2 separate regions of the Sus scrofa genome follow, and region 2 is linked to region 1. A link is a contact called in public Hi-C data. All regions are on one chromosome and are shown on one strand. Each heading gives the region's core, a stretch centred on a gene start, on an enhancer-like site or on the middle of the called end of the contact. The rest is flanking DNA. Distances are from core to core; before and after follow the strand shown.

The links. A called contact is a pair of places that touch in the nucleus more often than the background predicts.
Region 2: a contact with region 1 is called in a Hi-C map of retroperitoneal adipose tissue, with 2.0 times the contacts expected there. The contact joins two enhancer-like sites. A contact is called at or near these places in 1 of 5 promoter capture datasets (liver), 24 of 47 Hi-C or Micro-C datasets (alveolar macrophages, blood, brain and 14 more) and 1 of 2 datasets of contacts at active chromatin or transcription factors (skeletal muscle).

What each region holds. Positions count from the first base shown.
Region 1 is chr2:151,526,497-151,529,611 of Sscrofa11.1, reverse strand. No RefSeq gene overlaps it. Among named protein-coding and RNA genes, the nearest start is that of SYNPO, 43 kb to the left of the region's middle. Within about 2 kb of position 1,656, at least 16 of the 83 cell types and tissues checked have an H3K27ac peak or open chromatin away from gene starts, as enhancers often do. A contact at or near this core is called in retroperitoneal adipose tissue, where this site is marked.
Region 2 is chr2:151,618,970-151,622,084 of Sscrofa11.1, reverse strand. All of the region lies in intron 3 of SYNPO (synaptopodin), which reads right to left. Among named protein-coding and RNA genes, the nearest start is that of MYOZ3, 15 kb to the left of the region's middle. Within about 2 kb of position 1,639, at least 19 of the 83 cell types and tissues checked have an H3K27ac peak or open chromatin away from gene starts, as enhancers often do. A contact at or near this core is called in retroperitoneal adipose tissue, where this site is marked.

The DNA of each region.
Region 1 (3,115 bases), core at 407-2,906:
GGACAAAGATGCCAGTGCCATCTCCAAGCTCAGGCATGGAAGCTGCAGGAGACTGATGCCAAGAACAGATTCCGGGCTTTACCGAGCACTTGGTGGGAGGTGGGCTCATGCAGGGGCTTTTCAAGCACTGTCTTCTTACTCTTCACAACAGCCACGGCACCTGCTACCCATTACTGCTCCCATTTCACAGATGAAACAATAGCCTCAGCCATGACTTACTTGCCCAAGGTCACACAACCAACATGGACCTATTTGAAATCAGGTTTGCCTCTCTGTGTGTATTTCAACAACCGTCCTATACAGCTTCCTTCCCTCGCAGCAGACAGCTGCCCGGATGGGCCAAAGGCTGGAGAACCTAAGCTCCAGCTCATCCCTCCCTCCCTACAACGGAGCCCCCCGCCCCCGTGTCCCCAGCAGAGGAGCAGCTCCACCTGCTCCTACGCAAAACAGCAAACAGCCTCCACCCGGTGCCCGGAGGTATTAGTGAGAAAGCCCCCCCTCTGCCTCATGACAGGGGGCAGGACCACCCGCTGGGCTTTAGGCTGTGGCGTCTCACAGACCAGGAACTAGAGCTGGCTCTGTGCCCCTGGCAGGATTACTGAACCTCTCTGAGCCCCAGAGTCACCATCTACACAATGGGAATGATGATAATATCTACCTCAGAGGTTGTTGCAAGGACTGAAAGAGAAAACACTTGATAAGCAGAAGAGCTGGGAGTTCCCATCACAGCTCAGCGGTAACAAACCAAACTAGTAATCATGAGGACACAGGTTCAATCCCTGGCCTCACTCAGTGGGTTAAGGATCCGGTGTTGCCATGAGCTGTGGTGTGGGTCACAGACGCATCTCAGATTCTCTATGGCTGTGTCTGTGGCCAGCAGCTACAGCTCTAATTTGACCCCTGGCACCTCCATATGGCACAGGTGCGACCCTAAAAAGCAAAAAAAAAAAAAAAAAAAAAAAAGGCAGAAGGGCTTCCTGACAATGTGAGAAATAGTTCATTATTCATGTCATTGAGTGATCTATAGTATATTTCTTCAGCACCATTAACCACCAAGCCAGTCTCTTGCGGGGAGGGTCACGCTATCTAGCCTGAGAGGCTGGGCTGACAGTGCCCCCTGGTGGACACGTCTTGAACTGCACCAGATAATTTTGACCTAACAGAGAAAGAGCATGAGTCAAAATTCAGCTTTATTTCTTCCATTTTAGGCACCAGTATTTCAGCATATACCACTTAAGAGCAATGATATACTCTTGCATAACAGTCCAACAATGAAAATCAGGAAACATAGCATCGATACAATGCCATGAGCCAGTCCACACAATCCATTCACAATTTGCAGTTAGCAGCATGGTGCTCTTTCTAGGCAACTGCTTCCCTCCAGGGTCCCAAAAGAAGTGTGACTGCTGGGTCTCTTCGGTCTCCCTTCATCTTGAACCACTTCTCAGCCTTTGTCTTCTGCGACCTTGACGCTTAGAGCTCAGGCCAGTTACCGCGCAACCTGTCCCAGCGCGCGGACGAGCCGCTGCTCCTCTCGGCTGGATTCCTGTTGCGTGTTTGTCGGGAATTTCACGGGCATCAGTTATGTCCTTCTCGGGCGTGCCATGTTTGTCCCAGCCCTGGTGGTCACTGCGCATGTGTCTGCGAGCGTGTGGGAGCCGAGCAGCGCGCCGTCACACTGCCAGTCGGGCTCCTCAGCTCGGGCTCCGTCAGAGCTCGGGGCGCTGCCGCAAAGCAAGACCCCTAGGCAGGGGCATCCTTGGACCCTGCGGTCTGGCTGCCCACGGGTGGCGGCCGGGTCGCCTTCATGGCACAGCAGTCCAGCTGCCCAGACCCCCCCCAAACCCCACTCTTTCTGCTTCACCCTTTTCTAGCTACTTTTTTTTAAAAACCGTTTTCATTCCACAGAGGACACGTCATCTGTGCTTTAACTCAAACATTTCAGCCGAAGCTCAAGTCCTCTGTGACATCCACTGCTCCCCTTTCCCTCCCCCTCTTTCAGAAGGAGCCAGTTCTCAGTTTGGTGAAAGGGGGGGAGGGAGGGAGGGAGAGAGAGGGGGGGAGAGAGAGAGGGAGGGAGAGGGGGGAGAGAGAGGGAGGGGGAGGGGGGAGAGAGAGGGAGGGGGAGGGGGAGAGAGAGGGAGGGGGAGGGGGGAGAGAGAGGGAGGGGGAGGGGGAGGGGGGGAGGGGGGGAGAGAGACGGAGGAAGAGAGAGAGGTGGGGGAGAGAGAGGGAGAGAGGAGCGAGGGAGAGGTGGGGGGGGGAGAGAGCGGGAGAGGGAGGGAGAGCGCGTGCTTCACTGCTGGGGTTGTAAGTACCATGGCGCGAGTTCTCTTTCTACAAATGGTCACTGTAAGTCCGTCTTGGAGAAACGTAGCGGCAGGACGCAGACACTGGGCTCAGTATTCTCGACCGCGTCACCACCTTCCAGCAGGCGGCCACACGAGTGGCTGTGGAGCTGACCCCTGTGGCTGGACACCTTGCTTTGCTATTACGAACCTCGCTGCGGGGCACCCCATCAAGGACTCTTCCAGGGAAAGGGGCACTTCCCGGATGTGGGGCCACTCCTGGGGCGCCACGTCCCCCGAGGGGCTGCCTCACGGGGATGGGGAGGGCCCAGGGGCCCTGAGATCTGCAGGCCGCCTGGGACCTCGGGGAGCACCTGGGCTGGGCCTTCAGTGTTTCTGGGGCTCTCAGGGTTCTGGGGCTGTGGGGAGTTCCCGCTCTGGCGCAATAGGTTGAGGGGCATGTCGGCAGTACCAGGGTGCAGGTCTGATGCCCAGCCTTGCCACAGAGGGTTGAGGGATCCGGTGCTGTGGCACAGGTCCCAGCTGCAGCTTGGATCTGAACTAACTCCATGCGCCGCAGGGCGGCCGAGGGGAGGGGAGGTTTTCAAGTGGAAACTCCTCAGGTTTCCTGAGGGCTCCCTGGGCAGAGACGCCCGTCTGCGTCTCCCAGATCCCCTGCGCCCATCAAGGCGGCCTCCACACGGGTTCTGTGGTGGCCTCATGACCCCTGCCCCTTTGGGAACGGGTGTCTGCAGGAGCCGCCCTTGTGTGCGCAGCTGTGTCCCGGCTGCGTCCCGGCGCACCCACGGCAGCCGCCACGTCGTGGC
Region 2 (3,115 bases), core at 390-2,889, 92 kb before region 1:
GTAGGGGGCGGGGGGGGGGTGCTGCGGACGGCTGCTTCGCTGGGACCAGGCCCAGGAGCCAAAGGCCCCAACCTCCTTCTTCCTTCCTCCCATCAAGACCTGATGCTCCCCACTCACCCCTCTGCCCACCTGTGCCCCCATGCGCCCTGACACCTGCTTCCTCCTGGTGGGGCGCCTCTCTCGTCTGGCTCACCCCATCTGTAAAAGATGAAGACTCTGGGGACTGGGCCAGGCTGCTCCCCTGGGGGGGCTCTTAGGGAGGGGCCAGACCCCCAGCAGGGCCTTGAGAGGTGGCTGGGCTCATGTAATGTCCCTGCTTAGAAGCCAGGCCTTCAGCCCAAGTCCAGGCTCTGCTGTTTGCTGGCCGTGTGACCGTGGCAAGTTCCTGCCACTCCTGAGTCAGTTTCCTGAACTGAGCAGACGGTGATCAAGGCACTGACGTTAGGCTGCGAGGCGAGCATGAGGTCCCACGTGCCGCGCAGTCACCGAGCCTGAGTAGACAGAGTAGGCAGGGTGGGGGCTCGCGCTTCCCTGCGCCGTGCTGGCAGCTGGGGTCCCCGTGAGACCCCCCTGGAAGGGGTCAGTGCTACTTTAGCAAAGGACCTTCATTCACCGGATCGCGGTCCTGAGCAGGGTTGTGACCTTCTCCAGGTCACACAGAGGAGATTCCAGAGTTTTTGGGAGGCAGGGATCATTGCTTCAAATCACAGAACCTCAGGACCTCAGAGATGGCTGTCACCCGGCTCCACCCCCCCCAATTCCTGTGTCCCTGAAACCGCACCCCTGAGTGTACAAGCCTCTACACACCCAGCTGACAGGAAGCTCACTTCCCTGAGGGGGTGCCTTCCACTGACGCATTCCTGAGCCGCAGAGGGGCTCCTTCCGCAGCCCCTGCCCCTCCACACGGCTCGGCCCCCCAGCCCCGCAGAAAAAGAGCCTCCCCTCCGCCACGAGACAGCCCTGCAGAGAACCCGTCACAAGTCACGGCCCCGCGAGGCACGGTCAGGATACACATGCCTAGTCCCGCCAGCGTTTCTCATACCTCGGACCCAGACGCGCGCTTTGCACCGGCGATCTGCCTCCCCTCCCACGGCAGTTCCACGCAGCCCCCGTTACTGTTATTGGCTCTGCAGTGATGGGAAAACTAAGACGCAGCGATGCTGTGAGCTGCCCAGGGTCGCGGAGCCAGAAGGGAACGGGCCGGGCCACCCCCCGCTTGGAGTCCCGAGGCTGTCGGCTCCCAGGCACCGGCTCCTCAGGGCTTCGGGGTTCGCGTGACGCAGGCGCCCCGGTCCCTGCCCTTCTCTGTCCCTTCTCTTCACTTCAAGGCCCCGGCCCCAGCCCCGCCCAAGACTGGTTCCAAATGCCACGGGGCTAGAAAATGCCCCATTGTCCGAGCCTGAAGGCCCCCGGGAGTCCGCTGACCTGGGGGCTTTAGGGAGGAAAAGGGTCACTGGGGAGGAGGCCGCGGGCCAGGACCTGGTCTGCTGACCTCAGCCAGGCCAGGAACCACCCTCCCACCTGCTGCTCTGGGACAAGAGGGACATAGCAGAGACGGCCAGGGGGTGACAGAGCCTGCCTCTGAAGGAGCTCCCGCGCCCCCATCCCAGCCCGCAGTGATTCCATGGAAAAGGAATTCGGCAGGAGGCGTGGACCAGGCCCAGCCAGCGGTCCAGACGACTTCTGCCACCCTGCGCAAACACAGCTGAGGGGACGGGGGCCGGGCCAACTCCGGGCATCCCAAGGGAGGCAGCTCCATCCCCAATTCCCCAGCCCTGGGGATGCCCCAGCCAGCTCCATCCAAGACTGCGGTCCCTGGTGTCAGGGGGATAAAGGTGGCCGGGGGCCGCAGGGGACTGGTCCCTTGCTGGGCCCCCAATCTGCCTGGCTCGCCCGCACTGTACACATCCTGACACCCCCCTTCTCTAAGCCTCTTGAGGGCCAGGTTGGGGTGCTGGCCCTTGAAAGACTCTCCCTGGACAGCGGGTGAGGGGCTCTGAAGATGAGCCTTCAGGAGATGAAGGCACGAGGGAGCCTCAGGGAAGAGCTGCCTGGGGTCAGGAGCCCTGGGTCTGCCTGCAGGACCCTGTGGGGGGAGGGGACCAGAGGCCGCCTACAGCCTTTAGAGCGAGGGTCTGGCTGCTGGCAGGGTGGAGCCCTCACCACAGCCGCCGTGCAAAGTGCTGTGCACTCCCACCCGTCCTCTCGCTGCATCCTCCCCACAGCCCCGGAGATAAGACCACTGCTCTTCCCAGTTTGCAGCTGAAAGCAGAGCTCGGAAAGTCCGGCCCCGGGCCATAGGCTTGTAAGGCGCAGAGCTGGGATGCGAATCCCTGTCTTTTTGCTGCGTCCCGTCTCCTCACCACCGGCTTCTGCGCCCTGACCTGGTGGGAGGCGCCCGCGTGCTGCCGGATGCTGGCCTGCAAACCCCTGAATCGGCAGCACCTCCTGGTCCGCGCCCCCGGTGGCACCATGTCCTCTGCACACCCAGCCCCCGGAGCAACTCGCTTTCTGACGCGTCTTCCTCTTGGGAGGCCAGCTGATAAACAGACCCTTCCTCAGGCAGAAACGACTGCTGGGGCATCATAAAAACCGCCCGAGGGGAAGGAGCTCCATGGGGGTCCCGAGACCTGGGTTCACGTTGTGCTCAGGCAGAGACGAGCCCTGCTGGCCGTCGGGCCTTTGGGACCGAGGATCCAAGAGGAGGCAGGTGGGGCAGGGGACGGAGGCCGGAGCACCAGGTCGGGACAGGGAGAGAATGCAGGGAAACGCTTCTTCCCACGGCTGCTGCCACCGCTGTCGTCAGTGGGATTGTTGGCGGGCGGGGGAGGGGACGGGGGGGGGGCGCGAGGTGGGAACAGATTCTGGCTGGACTCCATTCCTATTGCGGCTGCCTGGGAGTCCTGGCAACGGGACAGGTAAACAGGCTGGGTACACTGCCCCCCTGGAGGGTCCGGAAGGAACCAGGGCCTGGCCACTGCACAACCTCGGCCTCGGCCGGGCAGGAAGATGACCTGGGCCTGAGTAATGGCCTGGCTACCTTGCCAGTCCCTGCCTCACATCCTGCCTGCTGAAGGGAGGAAATGAGCCAGGCTCCTTTCCCAGGGCCATCTCC